Linked DNA regions of Mus musculus: all the other regions are linked to region 1. A link is a contact called in public promoter capture Hi-C data. All regions are on one chromosome and are shown on one strand. The core of a region is the stretch at or near the end of the contact, and the rest is flanking DNA. Distances in the headings are between cores, read along the strand shown.

Evidence for each region. Promoter capture Hi-C pulls out the DNA fragments that hold promoters and counts their contacts.
Region 2: a promoter capture Hi-C map of pre-B cells shows a contact between it and region 1. The contact joins the promoter of Rps13 here to the promoter of Smg1 in region 1. A contact is called at or near these places in 11 of 39 promoter capture datasets (the 3T3-L1 cell line, 3T3-L1-derived adipocytes, the C10 cell line and 7 more), 4 of 115 datasets of contacts at active chromatin or transcription factors (astrocytes, embryonic stem cells and forebrain) and 2 of 9 other capture datasets (adipose tissue and liver).
Region 3: a promoter capture Hi-C map of neutrophils shows a contact between it and region 1, with 8 times the contacts expected there. The contact joins the enhancer-like site here to the promoter of Smg1 in region 1. A contact is called at or near these places in 10 of 39 promoter capture datasets (the 3T3-L1 cell line, the C10 cell line, cranial neural crest and 5 more) and 3 of 115 datasets of contacts at active chromatin or transcription factors (astrocytes, embryonic limb bud and large pre-B cells).
Region 4: a contact with region 1 is called in a promoter capture Hi-C map of pre-B cells. The contact joins the promoter of Pik3c2a here to the promoter of Smg1 in region 1. A contact is called at or near these places in 12 of 39 promoter capture datasets (the 3T3-L1 cell line, 3T3-L1-derived adipocytes, the C10 cell line and 7 more), 3 of 115 datasets of contacts at active chromatin or transcription factors (astrocytes, extraembryonic endoderm stem cells and pancreatic cancer cells) and 2 of 9 other capture datasets (adipose tissue and liver).

Annotation. Positions count from the first base shown.
Region 1 is chr7:118,242,172-118,245,343 of GRCm38.p6, forward strand. It overlaps Smg1 (SMG1 homolog, phosphatidylinositol 3-kinase-related kinase (C. elegans)), which reads right to left and starts at 1,466. Exons shown (of 63, transcript NM_001031814.1): 1 at 1,034-1,466. The coding sequence starts at 1,119. 4930583K01Rik (RIKEN cDNA 4930583K01 gene) reads left to right here and starts at 1,736. Exons shown (of 2, transcript NR_027879.1): 1 at 1,736-1,794; 2 at 2,557-3,172.
Region 2 is chr7:116,332,438-116,335,609 of GRCm38.p6, forward strand. It overlaps Rps13 (ribosomal protein S13), which reads right to left and starts at 1,753. Exons shown (of 6, transcript NM_026533.3): 1 at 1,648-1,753; 2 at 1,463-1,511; 3 at 1,259-1,337; 4 at 492-661; 5 at 1-42. The coding sequence starts at 1,670. Snord14a (small nucleolar RNA, C/D box 14A) reads right to left here and starts at 820; the gene lies at 734-820. It overlaps Gm10589 (a long non-coding RNA gene), which reads left to right and starts at 1,732. Exons shown (of 2, transcript XR_869889.2): 1 at 1,732-1,845.
Region 3 is chr7:116,408,135-116,411,306 of GRCm38.p6, forward strand. All of the region lies in intron 2 of Pik3c2a (phosphatidylinositol-4-phosphate 3-kinase catalytic subunit type 2 alpha), which reads right to left. Among named protein-coding and RNA genes, the nearest start is that of Gm40453, 25 kb to the right of the region's middle. Within about 2 kb of position 1,492, at least 71 of the 459 cell types and tissues checked have an H3K27ac peak or open chromatin away from gene starts, as enhancers often do. A contact at or near this core is called in liver and neutrophils, where this site is marked.
Region 4 is chr7:116,441,727-116,444,898 of GRCm38.p6, forward strand. It overlaps Pik3c2a (phosphatidylinositol-4-phosphate 3-kinase catalytic subunit type 2 alpha), which reads right to left and starts at 1,732. Exons shown (of 33, transcript NM_011083.2): 1 at 1,578-1,732.

The DNA of each region.
Region 1 (3,172 bases), core at 216-2,715:
AATGCACGTTAAACAAAATAAGTGTACCCCTATTAGCCAAAGAGCATTTTAATTTCTCTACCAACTCTTAAAATGTAACACACTAACTTCTAAAATACTCCACTTCCAAGCTGTTCTGAAATTAGGAGGATCTACTAGAAAGCAAGACCAACACCAAAAAGTGTACGCTTTCCATTCACGTGGCCATTCTGAACAACGGAGTGTACTTCAAAGAATACATCAACTTCTACTGAAAGACAGGTTTTATACATTTAGGAAGTCCTAGGCACTGTTAAAGCTCAAGTAGTCTCTGAATACTTGAAGCCTTTACTCAGCAAAGAATGGGAACCTACATTAAGTATAACCAGTCCATAATCAGAAAGAACTGACTAGAAATAGTTTTTCTTTCGTATTTTTCTCTTAATATTTTAAATCCAACCAGACTCCAATTCCTTCATGCAAAACGAAATTTCTCTACTCCTGAGAATACAAATTCACTCCAAAGCGCCCTGGGAAATTACTGTTTCCAGAAAAACTATTTCTGCAGTTGGGGAAAACTTAAAATGCCCCAGTGCCTGATTGTGTCGATTTCATTCACAGTCCCATAATCTCATCTTTTGGTCGACTAACATCCTGTCTAAAGTCAGAGGAAGACCTCGGTAGAGTTCTCAGCTTTTAAAATACATTAATTAACACGTGGGAGTCCAGAAGGACGCAGAGTTAAGGTGGTCTTTGGCATGAGGACTGGACGCGGAGCCGAGGAAGTTAATAGGTAACAGGGAGGGTTCCTGGACCTCAAATCTCAACTTGGAGTTAGACGGCAGTGGAACGTCCTCCTCCACCCAAGCTCAGAGCCACTGCTCCAGCCATCCGGCTGAGGCGGCCAGCCGGGCACAGAGGCCTCCGCTGCCCGCAGCTTTCCTGCCGGACCAGGCCCGGAGGACACCCAGGAAGCCGCGCCCGGCTCCAGGGACCGCGGGCCTAGGCCGCGCCTCCCAGTCCCGCGGGCCTAGGCCTCGGCCAGCTCCAGGCGAGGCTCGACGCGGTCACCCACCTGGGTTGCCAGTCATTCCAGCTCCGCGGGTACTTGGTGCCGCCGCCGCCGCTGCTCAGCCGAGACCCCGGGGCTCTGCGGCTCATTACCTTCCCCGACACGACATGGCCAAGCGCCGCCGCCCGAAGAAGCGCGAGTCGCCGCCTGAACCGGCCGCCGCCGACACTGCGATCTGGCCCGGGGCTGAGGAGGAAGCCGCGGAGGGGGCGGCGGAGGGCGGGGGAGGCGGACGGCCGTTCCGGGTTCCGCTGGAGCCCGCAACGCAGGAGCAGGAGGCGGGAGCGGCGCGGCGAGGGGGAGGCGGAGGCAGGCGAGGCGACGTCTCTTCCAGGGCAGCGCGCGGCCCGCGACGCTGGGGCCCAGGAGGACGAGGACAGCGAGGAGGCGGTGGCGGCGGCTCCTCACGCTCACACGGCCACGGCTTCCCCGCCTCCCGGCTCCGCCCGCCGCGCCGCCGCTGCCGCACGGCATGCTGGGAGCGAGGGGCGGTGCCGGCGCCCTAGGAGCCTGGAGAGGGGCGGGGCTCGGGGTGAAAGGCGGGGCTATTGGTCACAGAATATGGACTAGAGGCGGGGCTTATGACAGGGGTAGGGTCACCTAGGAGGGGCGGTGCCGGCGCGCCCCAAGCCTGGAGAAGAAGGGCGGGACTAGTTGGGGCGTGGTCTGTGGCTGCTGAACCTGGAGAGGGGAGGGGCGAAAGTCAAAAGGCGGGACCTGCTCGAGAGGCACTGGAGTTCTGAGAGCCTAGACTTCAAGGCGAGGTCCGCGTTCGCGTAGCTAAAAGGGGTGGGGCTTTGAGGAGAAGGCGAGAACTACTGGAGAGCAGGGACCCGAGCGGACCTCCCTGGGCCTCCTGAGCAGCAGCTCTGTCTGCGGGTGGTAGAGAGCAATGTGGACTCGTCGCGGGGCATCATGGGAGAGGGGATCTCCACCCCGGGTCCACACACGCCCTCCCATACACTCGGAGGACCGGCAGTCAGGTGTGAACAGGCGTCCAATGGAGGACAGGAGGGGGAGCGTGCCCTTGAGCGCTAATGCGCGCACACAGATGTGCCCTTGGCGCTCACGTGCGTCCACCTGCCTGCCACCGTCTTAAGGGAAAAAGTCAGAATAGTAAAATCGAGGAAGGGGAAGTGAAAGCGACACCTTTTCAACCCCTACCTGAAATGTCATGCAGTCCTGGTACATATTTTCCAAAAGTGAAAAACAACGCCTGCTTCCTGCCCCATGAACTGTGCTCTGTAATCTGGTTCCTTCTAGTAGTAAGAGGCCTGTTACCCACACTCTCCTGAAAGAATTCGATAAAGCACTGGGCACATTATGTGAACGCAATATACTCCTTTGTGTGCGTGTTTACATGTGAAGTACAGAGAACAACCTCAAGTGTTGCTCATAAGCCTCCAGCTACCATGTATTTTGAGGCAAGGTCTCTCTCTCACTAGCTGGCCAGAGAGCCCCACGAATCTTCTGTTTCCTCAACGCTGGCTTTACAAACGGTGACACCATTTCTGGCTTTTTTTCAGGTGGTTTCTCGTGTGTGCGGGGCAAGCACTTTAATGACTGAGCTATCTCCCTAGCTGCAGGCTCAACTTTAAAAATAGCCGAGATACACATCAAGCAAGTATTTAAACCTTTTCCACATAAAGTTTTTAGGCCATCCATCGTTTTGCCTCACAAGAGAAGTATGTATACATCACTTAAGTAATTCAAAATTGTTACCAAGGACATGGCTCAGAAAGTAGAATGCTCAAAGCAGGAGCAAGCACGAATCACTGGGTTCCATCCCCAGCACCCCATAAATGCAGCATGACGATGTGTCTGTAACCCTAGCATTCAAGAAATGGAAACCGGAAGTTGTTCAGGCTCACCTTCCGCAAACCTGGCCTACATGGGACACTGCCTACCCAACCCCCAAGAAATAAAACTATCACTAAAGTACTTAATTATCAGGCGATATCTCCCTATGAGTATATCCCTTACATTTTTCCACCATCTGATCCTGAGTATGCCCACAAATCCGTCAATGAAGGAGGATCCTGCTATTCCAAAAGACAATCAAATGATTTTTTTTCTCTTTCTGCCACCCACATTGCCCACCATTGCAGAAGAAGTGGGGGGAAAGTCTTCTGAAAAATACGA
Region 2 (3,172 bases), core at 503-3,002, 1.9 Mb before region 1:
TCTGCTCTCTATCAGAATCAGGCGGAATTTAGCATCCTTATCCTAGAAATAAAAGAGATTTAAGAAAACCACCAACAAGTAAAGAAACTAAATAGCTTCTATGGTTAGGTTAAGTTCTTAGGGCAATTTTTTTAAGGAGGCAGGGTATCTTATTATTATACAGAATAAGTTGGTTGTCTTACAATGTGTTAGACCAGGCTGGTCTCAAACTCCAACAATTAAGGGCATGCATCACCAAATCCACAGAGGCAATTTAAACTCCTAGAATAAGGCCCATAGCCACAAACCTACACAAAAGCCCCAGCACCTGGGACCAACTGGATGTAATAGTTTAGGGGAGCTAAAAATCAAACCACCTATTTCTAGGAAACTATCATGTTGACTATTAGCCAGCACCCAGAACCACCTGAGAGGACTCAAGTGCGTTCTCCCCTCTGAAGATCCGCAGCGCAAGTGTCTCGACACAACACCTGGTTTGTTGTCCGCCTTACCTTTCTGTTCCTCTCAAGGTGCTTTCGGACAGCAACAGCTTTCTTAATCAAATGGTAGAGATCCTCGGGGAGGTCAGGGGCAAGGCCTTTGGACTTGAGGATTCTCAAGATTTTATTTCCAGTCACAAAACGGACCTGGGCCACCCCGTGTGAGTCCCTCAGGATTACACCTGAAAAGAGAAACACACTCAAGCACACACACATGCGATAAAACCCTAACAGCCAAACTCCAAATTTCCAGCTCACTCAGACATCCAAGGAAGGTCAACCCAACATGGAAAGTCCTTCTGGTGGAAACTGCGAATGTTGGAACACCATCATCACTGTGAGCTTGCCAGAATACATCTGACCAGAGGAAACAATGTGACTTCTACCTTTATATTTAGTATTAACTTAAAAGCAGCCCAACATTTATTTGTACCTATCTTTAAAACTGCATGTTATTGCTTTTAAACCTCAAATTACTTCAGATCAGCTGAGCCCATTTCACATGATTTTTTCTGCATATTTCTAGCGAACTTTTTATATCCTAAAGAGGATATTTTCCTCCGATGAGCAGTTATTCCCAGACTCAGAAGCCAAGCTACCAGAAACGAGTTATTTCCCATTTGTACAAAGTCAGAGCAGCTTAGAATCAATTCAGTTAGATGTGACTCAATCCCAGACAGCCCTTGCTCCGCTGTGGAAGCAGGAGGAACCTTTTTAACATACGGACTAGACACATTTGTTTCTCGAGAGCAGAAGGAAGAGATTACATCAACACTCACCTATCTGGGAGGGAGTCAGGCCTTTCTTGGCCAATTTGTAAATCTGTTCCTTCACGTCGTCAGACGTCAACTTCAGCCACTACAGATGGAAGAGAAATCGGCCTTAGGATGAGAGAGCACGGCGGCAACCTTCCACTTCGGGTCCCATCCTCCCGCGCACCGATCGCTTCCCACGCCGCCCTCCAACCCTCAGCCTCTACTCACCGTGGGGACGCTACGGCGGTAGGGCAGCGCCGACTGGGACAGGCCCTTCCTGAAAACAGAAGATAGGAAGTAAAGCGGCGGCCCGCGCCCCAAGCAGCCCCACTGTCCCTTCACCCGCAGCCCGCATCCTCCTCTCTCAGCCCCGCGCCCCAGCCCCGCAACCAAGGTCGGCGCCGCGGGCTCACCCGGGAGCGTGCATGCGACCCATGATGGCGGAGGTCTGGCAGCAAAGAGAGAACGAGGTAGGAAACGGCACAGGAAATCAAGCCGCACAGGAAGTGACGCCACTCACCGACGTTTGCTCTCGCGCGGGGGCGGGGCTACATAGTGTGGCCACCGGAGCCCGGGAGACTACGCGTCCCAGAAGGCATGGCGGCGAGGCGGTAAGTGTATGGCTGGGTTGCTACGCCTTGAACTCTTGTCTCTAGTCTTGCTCTTAGCCAGAGCAGCAAGTCTGTCTCTAACATCTCTTCGGAAGTCGCATCTGAGGGGACCTAGGGCGTGCTCGAGTCCTGGGCTGAAGGATTTGGATAAGCTGCGGGTTTCTCAGGGCTCCCTCTGCAGCCCCGAACTCGTGCGGTGTGGGATGATCGCAAAGCCTAGGTGCAGCCGGCGCTTCTCTCTAGATCGTTAATTCTAGGCTTCCGAGCCCCGCCCGGGTCTGTCCTCCTGTCTGCGCGCCTTTTCTACACAGGTCGGAGCGCAGAACCGCTCACCCCCGTCGGAGAAGAGTTGGGAACGAGGAAAGAAGCTTCGAGAAGATGAGGGGGAAAGGGACTACCCCGGGAGTTGGTCTTTTAAGGATGTCCTAGTCCGGTTCACCACAGAGCGTTCGAAGAATGGGTGAATATAACAATTTATTGTAAATGCAACAAAAAACAACAAAGACATGGACCCAAGAAACTCAGATCTACAAGACCCTGTTGACAAGTGAAGCGTGAGAGGTTTGAAACAGTACTGAAATACTGATCCAGTTTTCTTTTTTGTTGTGTTTGAGACCGGGTCCCTCAATGTAGTTTTGGTTGTTCAGGAACTCGCCTTGTAGACCAGGCTTGCTTCAAACACACGTTAAGTCTTTCTGCCTCTGTCTCTTAAAAAAATGCTGAAATGATGATGAAAGGTTTGAGCCATCATGCCCAGCTGCGTTCTTTTAACCCATTACTAGTTGAATTACGTTTTCCAAAACATTGGGAACTTGAACCAAATTTGTATTTATTTCCTGGCAAAGTTGTATTTGATTAATTAACCAGATTCACACTTTTAGCCCAGATATGTGATCCGAACATCAAGCTTGGCTTCAATTCGCAATCCCTAAGCAAGAATACTTCATTTCACTCTAACACATTTGTCCGAATACAAATTTAGGGTTCAATAGTCTTTCTCATTTCCACGAGTCACTCCAACACATCTCACCACAGAAACGTATCAAATACTTCATTGTTTCCACGGGTACCCCAATCCTATCCATCATCTCTCAGGCAGCTTAAGTGGTGTCCCATTATGTATACAATCCATTGTCTGCCTAGTGGTTAGTGGTCTCTTTGTAAATCCCTCTAAATTGTGTGTGTTAAAGATTGATTTATTGATTTATTTATTTAATATAAGTACACTGTAGCTGTCTTCAGACACTCCAGAAGAGGGCATCAGAACCCATTATAGATGGTTGTGAGCCACCATGTGGTTGCTGGGAATTGAACTCAGGACCTCTGG
Region 3 (3,172 bases), core at 242-2,741, 1.8 Mb before region 1:
TATAATTAGGAAACCACCCAGCATTGGCTACAGAGTGAAACCTTGTCTTGGAAAAAAATATATTTATATACTGTATGGGAAAACTACATGCCAATACAAGTTTTAAAGTTCCTCATACATTACTCAGAAATTAAATGGGATAAAAGCAATTCTGAAAAAAAAAACCTATAGCAAATGCATTCTAAATATATTACTTTTCAGAACTAAATGCATTGCTTCCTATACAATAAGAATATTTTGAATCTTTCTTCTTTAAAATTAATGAGGGAAAAGGAGGGGTAAGGTAAGAAATGGCTGAAAATAGCATGCTTATAATCCCGGCATTTGGGAGGTAGAGGGAGGAAGTCAGGAGTTAAGGTCTAGCAGCTGTACGATGAGTTCAAGGGTACATGAGACCTTGCCTCAAAGAAATAAAATGAAATTGATGTTGGACATTCTGCCAATAATATATAAAGTTAGGCTGCTAATAAACTTTTAGAAACATCAAGTGACACACTTATAAAACCACATTGTTGTTTCTAAAATAGAATGTTGCTATACTACAGTACAGGCTAACCCCAAATTCACTATATAATCTAGGCTGGCCTCAGACACTGCCTTGATCTTCTTAGTGTTCCAAGTACTGGGATTTGTATTTATTTTAACTATTATCATTTTTATTTTAAGTACATGTATTTTCTACCTGCATACTTATTAATGCCTGGTGCCTGAGGAGGCCAGAAGAGGGAATCAAATGCCCTGGAACTGGAATGTCTTAGTTAAAAGTTTTATTGCTGTGAAGAGACACCATGACCACAGCAACTCTTATAAAGGAAAACATTTAACTGAGGCTAGCTTACAGTTTCAGAGGTTTAGTCTATTATAATCATGATGGGAAACACGGTGGTGAACAGGCAAACAAAGGTGCTAGAGAAGGAGCTGAGAGTTTATATCTTGATCTACAGGTAGCAGGAGACTGTGCCACACTGGGCATAGGTTGAGCATATGGAGACCTCAAAGCCCACCTCTATAGTGACACACTTCCTCCAACAAGACCACAATTCCTAACAGTGCCACTGCCTATGACCAAGTATTCAAAACATTTCTGTTACAGATAGCTGTCAGTTACCACATGGATGCTGGGAACCAAACCAGGTCCTCTGAAGGACAATAAATGCTCTTAACCATGGAGCCATCTCTCTAGCCTCAAATATTTTAATTATGTGCTATCATATCCAACTTTCAAAACCACTTTTATGAATGCCATCTAATCTCTCCTCTAAAATATCTGAAATCTGTTCAAATTAACTAAAACAGTTATTGACCACCACATCTGATTTAAGCTTAAAGTACCAAAACAGCTTTTTAAAGCTGTTCCTTTCCTGGTTTTGATCTCACACAAAAACTGCACTTAAGTATTTAGATTATTATTAACCAAACAAAAGACACTAAGAGGAAGCAGGAAGTAGGCCTGCTGAGTAAGGAGAAAAATATCCGTTAGAGTGGGGTTTTTAACACACAGAATTTCTAACAGGAAATGAACACATAAGTACATGCAGTAATTATAGAGAATAGGTATTTGCAATGCTGTTTCCCAACAGAAAGCATAAGCTTCAGGGAAATACTTGTGAGTAGGCTGAGACTGAGCAGTATGTGAGCACATGAAAGACCCACTCCAATGTTTTCCAAAACCTGCCCATAATTGGTGCTCTCTTTACCTTTTTTTTTTTTTTAACCTTTTGGGTTACATAACCAAACTTTCTTATTATAATACATATGTATGATGTCAGTATGTGTGTGTGTGTGTGTGTGTGTGCGTGCGCGTGCACACGTGTGCACATGAATGTCACTGTGCATGTGTGGAGGTCAGAGGACAACACTGTGGGGTCAGTTCTCTCTTTCCATCTCTACACAGGTTCTGGGGATTGAATTCACAGTGTACAAGTAAAATCAGCATAAGATTTCACAAACTTTATGAGATCTTGGTATCTAGAAAAGATTGGGGGCTGGAGAGATGGCTCAGCAGTTAAGAGCACTGACTGTTCTTCCAGAGGTCCTGGAGTTCAATTCCTAGCAACCACAACCACATGGTGACTCAAAACCATTTGTAATGGAATCCAATACCCTCTTCTGGTGTGTCTGAAGACACTGAATATGTACTCACATTTCTAAAATATATAAATCTTAAAAGAAAAAAAAAAGAGTGAGGCTAGCCTGAACTACATATCAAGTCCCTATCTCAAAAACATTAGTAAGGGATAGGTAAGATAACTTAGAAGGTAACGGTGCTTACTGCCAAGTCTAACCACCTGAGTTAGATACATGGGATTCATATAGAAGGAGAATGGACTCCTGCAGAAACTCATGCACATTTACATATACACAAATAGTAAATTAAAATTTAAAACTTTTTAGGAACTAGGCTTGAAACTTTGATATGAAAATCTTTTTTGTACATCAAACTTAGATTGAATGCTTCTAATAATTATGTTTGCAACCTGTATCACTATTATGAAATAGCTATAGATTCCTTGTAGATAATTAGATTATTAAACTTTCCTATTTGAATTTTCTTCCCCATCTGAACTTGTTATACTTTTATGGATACTGAGATGTAAAACTAAGTTACTATACTAGTCTCTTAATTTACATGGAAAAAAGGTAGAATCTGCTTGATTTGGGCATTTTCTATAAAATATAACTTTCAGCAGCAAACACTTGTCTTAACACAAATCTCGCACTGTTTTATTACCCTAACATACACAAAGGAAAACTTAAAATATTTAATAGGATTGAAAATTTGTTATACTACTATTTCATTGCTTTACAAGAACACCATACCTTTCCAGAGATCCTATTCTATGCATTAGTTTGAAAATACACATTCAAAATACAAAACCTCCTAAGGAATGCAGCTCAGTAGCATGCACAATGCACTGTCTTCAATCCCTAGCACAAGCACAACTACCACCACCACCACCACAACAATACACACACACACACACACACACCCTACAAAAAAGCTAGCATCCTCTTTTAAATGGCAACTTTCGAAACTTTATATTATATACATATGTAATATTATATATTATGTTATTTTAAATAAAGGGATCTCATAAATATCTAGTATGACTAGTTCATAAGTTAAGAAATGTGATCAAGGCCAGGCATGGTATTGCGAGTCTGTTAATCC
Region 4 (3,172 bases), core at 482-2,981, 1.8 Mb before region 1:
GCAACATAAAACTGAATGGAAAATTTGGAGCTCTAAATAGATGCAACAAAGAATTATACACTTACACAGCTAATTACAGAAAGTTGTTTCTAAAATCCTGAAAGCAAACAAGTCAACCTTTATGCTCTATAAAAATGAAAAAAGATTGAGACCACTAAAGTATAATGTTTGCAAGTTAGACTGCAAGCAACATGCACACCAATCATAACCCAGCTTTGCTTCCTTTATTATTATTATCATTTTTAGAGACAGTGTCTCACTAGGTAGACTAGGCGGACCTTAAATGTGACTCTCCTACCAGAGCTCTGCAGTGCAGACAAGCATTGCAATTATAGGGTGCACCACCATGCCCAAGACAACGGAGGTTTTTACAAGACAAACTGCTTTCAATATGAATTCCGCCAGCACCCATGGGAATCTGTGGAGGTGCTGTATTTATTATGTATCTATGTTAAAAATCACTTTGAAACTAAGTTTGAGTTAACAAATATCTCTCTCTCAGTTACAATGCTTTTCAGTATTCAAAACACTGAATGCCAAACTTGCAGGCAGTTTCAAAAACTTGAAAATTTCAACCAAGGCACTTCAGCGTGGTCTGTAACCTTGAATAACCAACTCCAATTACAGCAGAGCTACTTAACAGTTTCTCGTGGAGAAAGAACCATCAGGGAGGCAAGAGTACAAAGTCTTCCCTGGAACCAGTGTTCCAGGACCTCTGCGCAGCCTCTCTTCCCGAACACTACTTCACCAACCCCCTAAGAATAGCCTTTTATTTTCTGTCCTTGGCTTGAGATGTACCACATTCAGTGATCTCCCCCCCCCCCCGCCCCCCGCCCCGAAGGCAGTATTCTTCCTGACACCTACCTGGAAAGATTTAGGGATACTTTTTAAGAAGTAATCTTGTTCAAACAGGGATGCTTCCTTCGTGTCACTGAATTCAAACACCCACTGGCTAAAATAAAAATATACTAATTAGGACTTCACCTTCTATCAGGACAACACGGTGAAAGAACTACCGTATACACTCCCCTCCTCTTCAATTATTCCTTGTTCCTCAGTCACGCAGGAAGAGTTAAATATTCTTACTTTAATGCCCTAGCAGAAAGATGATGCACTAAATATACACAAATATCATTGCGTTCCCAAAGCAAGCAGTTTCTGGATTTTTGTTTTAAGGTAACGAGGTGAAGGGTCTCAGAAGAAAAAGAACCACCCGAGGCTCTAAAAACCGAGCTGGGAGAGGAGAAGGAAGAGGCCATAGCAGAAGTTCAACAGCCACTCTCCAGAACAGTCGGGACAGGAGCCTGGGACCGCCACCGCGGCTCCCTCGCTGTCCCGGGGGACCGTGGGGTGGCTTCCCCTCCCCCGCCCCCCGAGGGACAGCAGCGTCCGGCGGCCCGCGACAAAGGGGCCTGGCGCGGGGCGCTGGCGACCGTCGGGTGGGGGACGGGGCCCCGAGGAAGGAGTCAGAGAGGATGGAGTGACCAAGGGGCACGGCGGCCGGGTCCCTCCCCTCTGAGTCCCTCGGCGGCTGCGCAGAGCCAGGTCCCGCTCCGCACGCACCGGCAGCCCCTCACCTCACGCTGCGGGAGTCTTGGTCTTCACCGCAACCCGAGCCTTCGCGCCCTCCAAGGTCCGAGCCATGTTTTTCTCCCGCCTCAGCTGGCTCAGCCGGCCGCTGAGGAGAGCTTCGACTGACTCCGCGGCCAGCCGAGCTCTGCACGTCACTTCCGATGGTGCAAGCACCGCCCCCGTACTTGAGCGCCTTGCGATTGGCCGACGCGGATGGCCTACCTGAGATGGCGGGCGGGGCGCAGGCGGAGCCTGAAAGGCAGCAGCGGGGAGGTTGCGGGATGGAGTGTGGTTGCCCCGGGGAATGGGTGTCTTAGGCGCGGCCGGCCGGGGGCCTCTCGGGGAGGCTACCCCGGGACTCCTCCTGGCCGGCCTCGAGCTCCGAAGCGCCCTTTGTTCCCGGGCCCTGTCCCAGCACCGCGCGCCTCTGATCTCTGGCTTGCGGTTGCCTGGTTTGAGGTTTTGGCCCCAGGCCGCCCAGAGATTAGCTTGGTTTGGAAGACAGAAAAGAACAGTCAAGACGAAATCTTTCATTCCCTCCAGCGGTCGGCGAGCTCTCGCGGACGTTCAGGTGCTTCGAAGTTTGCATTAGCTCGTCGTGTGGGCCCTGGAAAGGGCTGGATGCGTGCGTGCGGCGTTCTCGCCTTGGTGTTTGCTGACAGCCCCGCCGCGGCCAGGTGGGCAAGGTTAGCCCGGTAATAACAGCGCTCGGCCAGACATCACACCCAGGCCCCATAGTAATCATACCTTTCTCGTGAGCGCGGACTGCAATTGGGCTTGTAAAGAGTTTAGCGCTCTGTTGTCTGATTCAAAACTGTGAAGCAGATGGGAGAATTATTCCCGTTTTACAGATTGCAAAAGACGACTGTCGGTAACTGTCGGAGGAGAGGAATGGCAACGTAAACTGGCAGAGTCTGCTTGGGTTTTGGGATTTCGAAGTGTATTCCCAGCATTTCCCCCTTTCCTTTAGTAAGGGAGGAGAGACCTCTGATCCTTTTGGTTTAAATAAACACGCTTGCACTTCTAGAGGCTGGATGAAGTTCTGCTTTAAGGGGAAGCGGGAGAAGGGGGCAGGGAAGGAGGGCAGGGAAGGGAATATGAGAATGTGGCATCTTCCTGTAGTCCAAGCTGAAGCTAAGACAGGAGATTACTCTAAAGCTCAGCAGTTCAGGACCTGTCTCCAAAAACAAACAAACAAACCTAGCTCAGTGGTAGTGCACCTAAGTAGGTTTAGTCTCCAGCACTAGCTGAAAGCAAAAGGAAAGGCTATTCTAGGGAGAAGTCTAGGAGCAACTTCTGGCTGTACCACCCTCCCTCCCAGCCCCTAGCTGTCTACTAGCCCCACCTCCACGCAAGCTTACACACCCCAGAAGAATGTCCCTTAGGAATCTGCTCAGCTCTACAGCATTGTTCTGCTTTATCTTCTCATCAAAGGAGGAATTTATACACTTGGCAGCTCTTCCTCAAGATTTAAAAGGGTGAGGAAAAGGAATTCTCTCAGGACTGGCTTCCTACCTTCTGCTGGAAAACAGAGTGTGCCTTTAGGAAAGAAAAGAAAACACTGAGTCTTATGGGAAGATAACTTGGTGTTCTCTCTCTC